2 separate regions of the Rattus norvegicus genome follow, and region 1 is linked to region 2. Evidence: chromatin contacts called from public Hi-C data. All regions are on one chromosome and are shown on one strand. The core of a region is the stretch at or near the end of the contact, and the rest is flanking DNA. Distances in the headings are between cores, read along the strand shown. Region 1 overlaps LOC120097002 (a long non-coding RNA gene). Region 2 overlaps LOC120097002 (a long non-coding RNA gene).

The links. Hi-C and Micro-C count contacts between places; a contact is called where the count stands out from the background.
Region 1: a contact with region 2 is called in a Hi-C map of Schwann cells, with 2.2 times the contacts expected there. The contact joins two enhancer-like sites. A contact is called at or near these places in 6 of 12 Hi-C or Micro-C datasets (Schwann cells, frontal cortex, kidney and 3 more).

The regions. Positions count from the first base shown.
Region 1 is chr15:38,900,639-38,905,894 of GRCr8, reverse strand. The region is part of intron 3 of LOC120097002 (a long non-coding RNA gene); the gene reads right to left. Among named protein-coding and RNA genes, the nearest start is that of Spata13, 51 kb to the left of the region's middle. Within about 2 kb of position 2,329, at least 38 of the 93 cell types and tissues checked have an H3K27ac peak or open chromatin away from gene starts, as enhancers often do. A contact at or near this core is called in Schwann cells, where this site is marked.
Region 2 is chr15:38,844,464-38,849,395 of GRCr8, reverse strand. The region is part of intron 3 of LOC120097002 (a long non-coding RNA gene); the gene reads right to left. Among named protein-coding and RNA genes, the nearest start is that of Spata13, 110 kb to the left of the region's middle. Within about 2 kb of position 1,560, at least 2 of the 93 cell types and tissues checked have an H3K27ac peak or open chromatin away from gene starts, as enhancers often do. A contact at or near this core is called in Schwann cells, where this site is marked.

The DNA of each region.
Region 1 (5,256 bases), core at 1,080-3,579, 56 kb before region 2:
CCTTAACAACGTCCAGTTCATTTGGATCTGACCGGGTGCACACTCTATGATACCCTAGCAGCATGTGCAATATTTTGTATGTTTTTATGTATCACAGAAAATAAAAACCGGGCTGAGCATTTCACTGCTGGGAATGTTAGGCAAAGGGCTGAGAGGCTTGTGGGTTATACTGAGATTCCACTGCGTATTTATTACTGAGAGTTAAGTGTATCAGCGAGCTCAACAGAAATGGGGATTTCTGTATATGTGGACTACTGTCCACACAGAGGTGAGAACGCTGCCATATTTGGAGAAGAATAAGGGGTAAAACTTCAAAACCTATGGGGGAGGGGGGTGGTGCTTTAAAATACATCCTGTGGCTACTTTTAAAAGGCGGTTTTAAGGAATTCCGAATAGTTCGATTTTGCTGAGTCAGGACACGGAAGTAGAGGAGGAAGACAAAATCCCAGTCACTTCTGCCTCCACTGCGGTCGGTCGCTACCAGTGTTTCCCCTCCCTTCTAAGACTCTAACTTGGTAACAGTAGCAGCAAAAGAAATCAGGCCTCGGTGGCCTAGAGAAGCAAGTGAGTGGTAGATTTAAAAACTTCCTTCAAGACAGAGTAAAAAAGTACCTTAGGGCTCCTCCCCTCAACCGGCTTAGAACACGGTGGAGTGTTACCATCCAGAATATCCACAAAGAGCGCTGAGGAGAATATGAGAAACATGTTTTTGAGCAAAACCTCTTGGAAGCTCTGTGTTCGGGGTCTATAAAGTTAAGGGTGAGAAGAAGGCAGAGAGCTGATATGATATAAACTGAGGACTACCTGGTGAGCTGCAGCCTGAGTCTCCCCTAGCCTCACTGTGTGGTGAGCTAAAGCCTGAGTTTCCCCCCCCCCCCCCAGGCTCACTGTGTGTAAAACAGCAATTTAGTGGGCTCTCCTGAAGAGAACCGAAGGAGCCAGTCGGGAGTCCGCACCCTTTAGCACCTCCCACCCGCAGGTGCAGAGGGCACTCCGGGAAGAATTCGAGGGAAACAACCTTAGACTAGATGCTCCCAGAATGCTCAGCCAGGGCTTTATTCTGAACTATTAACAGACCACATCCACACTGTAAACGAGAAGCTCTCGGGCAACAGGTCGTTCAGAACTGTGGTGGTTAAATTCCCAAATCCGAGACTTAACCACCTCTGCCGGGATTCAGAGGGGCGGGGCCTTAAGATGTCAGGGCAGAGCCCTCAGGGTGGATCAAGAGCTTTTCAGCACTTGAGAGTTGAAAGCAGATCCTGGCACTCTTCAGGCACCAGACCTGGTAGGGTCTCGATATTGGACGTTTAGGCACAACACCAAAACTGTGAAGAAGAAATGTCACTCAGTCTGTGGTGTTTTGTTACACCAGGACTTACAGAATAAGAATTTAAATACATGAATATTGGGAGAGTGACCCAAGTGCAGCAAAGGGAACATCCTGATGTAAACTCAGAAATTTGTACCTACTACTCTCTGCAAGGAAAAAAACCATTTTATTTAAACAAAGAGCTAATGTGTCTGGTTGCATTTTTTCCTAGGACTTCGAATTATTTTATATTTTATTGATTACTTGATAACCTGTTGCTGCTGCTGCTGCTGCTGCTGCTGCTGCTGCTGCTGCTGCTGCTGCTGCTGTTTCTTAGGACTACATGGTAGAGATTTTGATCATCCAGGTCTCTTTCTCTGGGTACCCCACGGACTGTCCACAGTGCTCCTGGTGAGTGCCAACACCTAGCTGTTCTGTAGTTACCTTGAGTTGTCCCCCTACCCCCTTTAACACATCTATTTTAATTTCTAGGATTTCCCTTCCCTGATAGAGTTATAAAAAGCCCCATTTATTCCTCCATGACTCTGGCAAGAAGAAAGTTCTTTCCTTTTCTTTTTTCTGTTCTTATCACCCCTTCATGTTGGACTTAATCGAAGGTTCCCAGGAATACAGTTTTCAGACAGGAAGTAGATTCATAAGCCTGCCAGTGTTTGCAGGAGTCACAGCCTCAGTGACATGTAGTCTTTGAATGTATGAACCCAGGCTTGTCCAGGGCTGTGGCTCTGCTTTATCTGGTATCTCCAGCAAATGTAGAAATGAAGAGTTTTTCTTTTCTTGTCTCTTTCTCTACAAGACAGCTATTATCCCGTTTTTTTTTTTTAGTGGTTCTGTTTTTAGAACTGCACTGCAGAGTCCCCATGGAGGGGACATGGTCCTCACCTTGAACTTACTTGTTGTTAGATTTTCCCCGGTCTGCGAGTCAACTCTCGTGGCCCTAGCTCCAGGAGGTTCCACATGGGAAACAATCGCCGGATTGTTGGAACTCAGAGCCGGAACACAATGTGAGAGTTGTTCCAGTGTGGCTCCTGCTGACCTGCTGCTAAACTAAGAAGCTTAGTGTCCACAGTGCAATCCCTGGGCCCACTTGAGAGGAAGAGCAGAGCCGAGAAGCGGCCATGACTCCTTTGATGATGCAACTGAGTACAATTTCACATACAGGGACAAGTCTGCTGCAGACTTGGTTTTAACATACGAGAAACGAAAGACAAGGGCTACATTTGCGGGGCTTGGCTGCTGCTGCTGGTGGTGGGTATTTTCTCTTACAGCTTATAGTTCGTTATAGTTCGTCAGAGAGCAAGCGGGAGGCAGAGACTGAAACAGGCCGTGGAGTAGGCTCATGGCTTACTTCCTACTTCCCGCTCAGTTTGGTTTCTTACACCATTGAGAAACACCTGCCTGAGATAGGCACCATCCACGTGAGCTGAGCAATCCTACCTCAATCATTCACCAAGACAATGGCCACAGGGTTGCCTCCAGGCAAGTCCTACAGAGCCAGGTCCTCTGTTGAAGGTCCCTCTCTCCAGAGGGCTCTAGTTTGTGTCAACTTGGCAGAAAACTAGACAGCACGCTCACCAACCTGATGTTTCCACCAATGTATTTGAAAAAGTGTCTTGATTTATGATGTTCTTTGTTCTATAACTGTAAAAACTGGCATGCAATAGTTATCACGTTGGAACATAGAACTTTTGGAGTAACCCAAACCTGTGTTCCCAGGCCATACTAGACGACACCATCTCATTCCCTTTGAGAACAGAGCTGTGGTTCTTCTTTTTAATTACACACACACACACACACACACACACACACACACACACACACACACACACACACACACACTTTAGTCAGACTTTTTAAAATAAAAAAAAATTCACACAATATACTCTGGTCATAGTTACCCTTCCCTCCCGCTCTCCCAGACCCTCCTTCTTATGCATTTGACTCCAAACTTTCTCTCTTTAGAAAACAACAGGCAAACAAAAACAAACAAACCAGAATTTAAAAAAAACATAAGTAAAGCACAGAGAGAGAGAGAGAGAGAGACAGAGAGACAGAGAGACAGAGAGACAGAGAGAGACAGAGAGAGACAGACAGACAGAGAGCAAAACCCATAAAACACACAAACTTGGAAACCATAATAAATATGCCAAAACAAAGCATTACGAGATGAAGATGCCATTGAGTTATTCTGTGTTGGCCATCCACTGCTGGGCATGAGGCCCACCCTTCACTGTAGTTTATACACCCAGTCAGACTCCATTGAAGGAGTTAAGTTTTTCCTTTGCCCGTGTTTGTCAGAGATGGCTTCTTGGTTAGAGATGGGAGCTCATGTCCATTTAGCAGCCCACTCGGTGCTGGGACTGTGTCTGCCTGGGGCCTGTCATGCTGCCACAGCCTCTTTGAGTTCATGTGCACATCAGTCCTGTTGTGTTTGGAGGATACTGTTTCCTTGGTGTCCTCATCCCCTCTGCATAGCTCCCTGAATGTGTATGTGTGTGCGTGGGGGGGGAGTGATGATAAAGACATCCCATTTATGATGGAGAATTCCAAAGGCTCTCACACTCTGCACATTGTTCAGGTGAGGGTCTCTCTGTATTAGTTCCCATTTACCACAGCTGGGAGCTTTCTCTGATAATGACCGAATGAGACACTGATCTGTGGCTATAGCAGAATGTCATTAGGAATCATTCTATGGCTGTCCCTTTAGTAGAACAATAGTATTTGGTTTTCTCCTAGGACCATGGCTTCATGCAGGCAGGTTACCATTGTAGATCTCAGCGTTTGTAACTGAGTTGGTAGGGTAGTACCTTTATCCTCTGGTACAGGGCAGAATACCTCCCAGTACCATGAGCATGGGTCAGCAAGAGTGAAGGGTTTAGTTACGCACAAGCTTGACTTCTCCATACTCAGGTATGATGTGGTGTCTTCAGCAATGCGGCCTTAACATCAAGTTGTGGACAGGAACCAAGAGCTTGGCCACAGCTTGAGATGTTTGGGGTTTCCATGGGGCCTCTTTGGCCAACAGCTCAATTACATGTAACCTATTCCTGGCACTGAGGTTTCCCTTGGTGGTAAAAGATGTCCAGGTGGGGCATTATCTCCCCTGGTATTTGGTGATTCCATTTAGATTTCTTTCATATATGTACATATTTAAATTTTTTCTACTGTAAGTTTCCATATGATCCCTCAAATATACCTTAGTTAGTTGTCCCTACCCGAATTTCCCTCCTTTTCCCCCTCTTCACTCCGTTTCGATTCTAGTCTCTACCCTGTCTTTCTATAGCTATCTATTTGATTTCCCTTGCCTTGAGAGAGCCTCCTCTCCCCATAGCCCTGTATTCTATTCCTAACCTTGTGGCTACATGGATTGTAGCATGCATGATGAAGGCTTAAAAGCTAACATCCATATATAAGAGAATGCATGCCATGTTGGTCTTTTGGGGTCAGGATCACCTCACTCAGGATGATTCATTTCTAGCTATATCCATTTACCTGAAAATTGAATGGCTTCATTTTTTAACAGCTGAATAATTTCATTGTATAACTCTACCAAATGTTCATTATCCATTCGTCTACTGATAGGCATCTGTTCCAGTTCTGGCTAATATGAATATAGAACGATAAACACAGACGAGCCAGTGTCTCTATGGTAGGATGTGGAGTCCTCCAGGGATACTCAACAGTCCTGTGGCTGGACCTTGGGGTGGATCCATTCCAGCTTCCTGAGGAACTGACACCCTGATCTCCATAGTGGCTGCACAAGTTTACACTCTCACCACAGTGGAGGAGTGTTCCCTCACCCCACATCCTCACCAGCATAAGATATCATTTGTTTTATTGGTCCTAGCTGTTCTGTCTGATGTGAGATGGAATTTTAAAGTAGCTTTGATTAGTATTCCCCTGTTGAATAAGGTTGTGGAATATTT
Region 2 (4,932 bases), core at 311-2,810:
CATAACAGTGGGTTGTCTAAGGACCAGGGCCCATGGTTTCCTGCTGGTGTCCCAAGTCACAGGGACCCTGTGGCTCTGCTTTTCATTTTTTTCTCTGTGAAGTACAAAGATGATTTTATCCCGTGACGTTTTACATTAATTGCTAAGAGAAACTCACATTAAGCCTCAATGTTCCTCCATCCAACCGTGAGCGTTCCTTGTTCCTTGGTTTAGTGTCTCTGCTCTGTGTCATAAGCCTGGTACTGCCACCGTGTCATCTCACGGCCACGTTTCTTCTATAAGAACACTCACTCTGAAGCACTCTCAGGGCTTACGACAACAATGACTTGTATTGTGTGGTCTACCCAGTTCAATTGTATGTGTGTGCCTGTGTGTGCATGCATGTGTGTGCATGCTTGTGTGTGTGCTTGTGTGTGTGTGTGCACATGCACATGTGGGTGTATTTTTGTTTATTTGAGACAAGGTTTCATTCTGTGGCCCAGACCGACCTTGAACTCAGGACAATTTTCTTGCCTCAGCCTTCTGGATGCTAGGATTATAGGTGTGTACCACCATACTTGGCTTTCAACTTAGCAATCTTATGGTTTTGTTTGGGGACATGACGGCCTGGGAAAGGGAGAGGAGGAATAACAGAGAGAGTTGGGGGTGTTAGATGAGCACAGGACAATGTTGTGTATGCATAAAATGCTCTAACAAAACCTAGAACTTTGTATGCTTTAAAAATTAATGAATAGAACACTTCTTCAAAGGACCATGTTTCTAAGGAGCTTTGGCTCAAAATCGAATGGAGCTGAAGTGCACACTTTAGAACTTCATCATGGGAGGGGAAAACATCTTTAGGGTGGTCCAGAGGCCATGGCTGAATGTTATATTCAGCTCTGGGTTTTCTGGAAGAGGGTTATAAATCTCCTTTGATAACAGGAAATCGGTCAGTTATTAAAAGACAATTTTTCAGTTGCAGATTCCCAGAAAATATGCCAAGAAAGCCCTCTGCAGGTCCCGCAGGGAGGGCACCGTGTAGGTGCAATGAAACTGGAAATCCCACTGACAGGAGAAGCTCACAAACTCAACAGCCTTGAGTTTTATTTTTAGAAGATATGTTCAAAGAGGAAAAAGATTCAAAGGAATAATGGAGAAAGGAGGAATCTGGGGTTACAAGAGAGGCCCAGGCAATGCGGGCAGGGGGCAGATCAGCCCCCAAACCTGCCCTGCAAGGTGCCTGGAGTCACAGGCACAGGCAAACCGTTCTCTCTGTCAGGTCTCCTACCATGAGAGGGGGTGGACAGGCCTGGGCTCTCCAGCTTCCTTCCCGTAAAGCAAAATGCACAACGACAATCTACCAACTTCTACCTACACTGCCACCCAAACAGCGAAGATGAAATGTCCACGCTTCTGTGTCCCTACAGCAGAGGTGAGGTTTAAACGTCCCCACTGTCTTCCCTGCTGCCCTGGTCTGGAGGGGTATCTCACTTTTCTGCGTGTGGTCCTCAAGTCTGTGAGGAAGGCTATTTCTTGGAAGATCTGAGTTAGAAGAGAATTACGAAACTGGATTGCAAAGAATGTGACCTTTCACTGTGAGCTGCGGTCACACAGCACTTTGTCCTTTCTCTGTTTTGAAGGGACACTCACTTACCCATTAAAGTTATGAGGCACAAAACTCGGGGACGAATTCAAGGAGGACCCTATTTTTCAAATATTCGTTCTCTTAGGGCTGTGGAGATGGTGTGTGTGTGTGTGTGTGTGTGTGTGTGTGTGTGTGTGTGAGAGAGAGAGAGAGAGAGAGAGAGAGAGAGAGAGATTAAAGTTGTGTTTCTGTATGCCTGTTCTCAAACTTTGTAAGCCTGAACCTCTCAGCCACCCTGCTGGCTAGCTGGGGACAGGCTCTCCAGGGATGTTCATTTTGATCAAGCTCCTCAAATTATATTATATGTAATTACATGCATGGTGCATTTAATGAATTTCTGTCCCTGCAGTTAACTCAGAAAGATGGTGAGTTAGGGGCGTGTGTAGAACCACACGTGTCTCTGACCAAAGTGGTCTATGGGCCTGCTTGCTTCATCCAGCAAGCTGCATTGCTGTGAGAATGGGAAGTGTCCGCATGCACCTAGAAAGCATCTGGAGGGTCCTCCCTCTCCACCGCAGCCCTTCCCACAGTTTAAATTACTTTTCCTTCATTTCTCACTGTTAGAGCTTGAAATTTCACCTAAACCAACGGCGCTTACCCATAAACCTTTGGGACAAATACAACATCCCCAAGATGTGGGAGTAACAGCAGGAGTCACGTGTCTGGTACCTCCTGAAAGCTGCGTTGTCTTGTGATCCACACCCATGCTCTACCTGACACTCCCCCTTGTGTACACAGGCGTGCTGTGAACTGTCAGCACCTGTGCCTCTGTTCCTAGAGACAGTCAACCTGCCTGCTATAGGACAGAGTCGGTCTCCGTGTTCCAGGTGGGACCCAGGAGCAAGGGGTCGCTACTGTATTCTCAGAAAAGGCTTTGTAAAGCAGCTCTTCTTGACAGGACAGTGAAAGGCTCTGGCTGTGGGTGGAGGACCGCAAGCCTGGTCTTTAGATCCTAATACTAATGGTCTTATGAAGCAGCCCCTGGTCACAGATTCTCTCCATCCTCGGCCCAAAAGAGCCCAGGGACTTCTCCTTTTGAGGCACAGTGTGATGTGACGTTTTTATTTGATGGCCGGGAATGAAGGCCACACCTTAACCTGCCATGTGCCCTTCCCTTACCCCTTTCTCCTCTACGCCCCAATGCATACTTTTCTACTCAAATTGGAGGCAAGAAAATTGGAGTAATAGAACAGAGTATTTCTTATCACCACCATGATTCTTGATCTAAGTCAGTTTGTCAGTGTCTTAGTTAGGGCTTTACTGCTGTGAGCAACACCATGACCAAGGCAATTCTTATAAGGACAACATTTAATTGGGGCTGGCTTACAGGTTCGGAGGTTCAGTCCAGTATCGTGAAGGTGGGAGCATGGCAGCATCCAGGCAGACCTGGTACAGGAGGAGCTGAGAGGTCTACATCTTCATCTGAAGGCTGCTATGAGACTACTGACTTCCAGGCGTCTAGGATGAGGGTCTTAAAGCCTGTGCCCACAGTGACACACCTCCTCCAACAAGGCCACACCCACCCCAACAAGGCCACACCCACTCCAACAAGGCCACACCTCCTAAATAGTGCCACTCCCTGGGCCAAGCATATACAAACCATCACAGTCAGCATCTCCAACAACTTTATCTGATGAAGCTGTCACCGATTTGTTGGCTTAGCTTTATAGGACACTTTTGATACCAGGGCATTTGCATGTGAGATTCTGAAGCTGAGGCATTGGCCTCAGATGTAGACATAGTATGTTCCAGATGCTACGTTAGTCAACCAAGGTAACACCCAGCCACACAACCATAGCCACACACTTAAGTGTGCACTTATGTGTGTGAGTGTGTATGTGTGTCTGTGTGTGTGTGTGTGTGTGTGAGAGAGAGAGAGAGAGAGAGAGAGAGAGAGAAGGGGGAGCTCCAGGGGGAGGGGAAGGGGGAGGGGGAGAGGGAGGGGGAGAGGGGAGAGGGGGTAAGAGGAAGAGGAAAGACTATCCCCAAAGTTCAGTTAAAAAATCCTATTTAAACAACCAATAGTAGTAACACATGTAATCTTGATTTGCCGGGCGAGTGTAAAAAGGGAGCGTGCTGCTTTCATTCCAATAAACAACCTTTGCAGAACCTGGAGCGTGGCTTGAGGAACTTTGTGGTATGGTTTGGGCTTGAATCAAGCTAAGTGGACAGACTTCAGCCATTCTAACCCCGCTCCGCTGCTCCTTTAAACAAGGCACAGGCCGAGGGCAGGACACCTTTCTATATCTTTGCTTCTGTCCACAGTGGCTTCCCGTGATTCTCCAGGACCCAGCCACCATCGCACAGCACTGTCTCAAGGCTTCCTGGTGGACCACACTGCAGTACCTTCGTTTATACTGCATTCTCTTCTGAAAAGTTGCGTCCGATTGGCCAGCTGTAGCTTAACCTCAAAAATAGGGGGAAAGTTCCGTAAAAGGAGTTGCTCTTGGGTGCTCTCCTCCCGTATGATAAAACACTGACCAAAAGAACTTGGAGAGGACAGGCTTTATTTAGTTTACACTTGCAGGTCTGTCCCTGAGGGAGGCCAGGGCAGGGGCTCAAGGAGGAACTAAAGCGGAACCACAACAGCACTGTTCACTAGCTTACTCTCAGCCAGCTTGCTTATACACCCTGGACTGCCTGCCTAGGTGCAGTGCAGCACACAGCAGGCTGGGCCCTCCATGCTAATCATGAATCAACACAGTCTCTTACAGACGTGTCTACTGGCCAGTCTGATCTGGTCAGCTCCTCAACTAGGTTCCTTCCTTCCCAGGTGACTCTAGGTTGTGCCGAATTAAAAATTAAAAGTTACCAGGACAGGAATTGTAACAAAGGATCACCCAAACTCAGAGAGAAACGGTATATAAACTACTGTGGGGTTTAAAGTTCAAAGCCCAGAGGCTCCATTCTCTCACTTGGTGTAATCTGCATCCACAGTGGAGAGCCCTGGTCGGAGTTCCTCCAGGCACTTCCTCCTCACAGGGAGGGAACTTTACACAGTGGGTGCTTGGATGTCTTTGTGTCTTCTTTCACTGGGCCAGATGGCAGCATCTGTGCCTGTCTTCCAGAGGCCACAGGCCCACAAGGTTATCTGCCTTTCCAAATCTCACTGGGCCTTAGAACACAGCTGGGTTTACACCCGGCTTCTGGGTAGCAGGATCGGTTTCTCCACCCAATCTAATTACTACTCAATATGCTGTGATTAAGACTTGGACTCACCTCGGCTCAGCTACCTGTCACTTCCAGGACTTAACCTTCCATATTCTCAGAGGTTCAAGTCTTCTGAGTTGAAAAATAAAAGTGTGTGA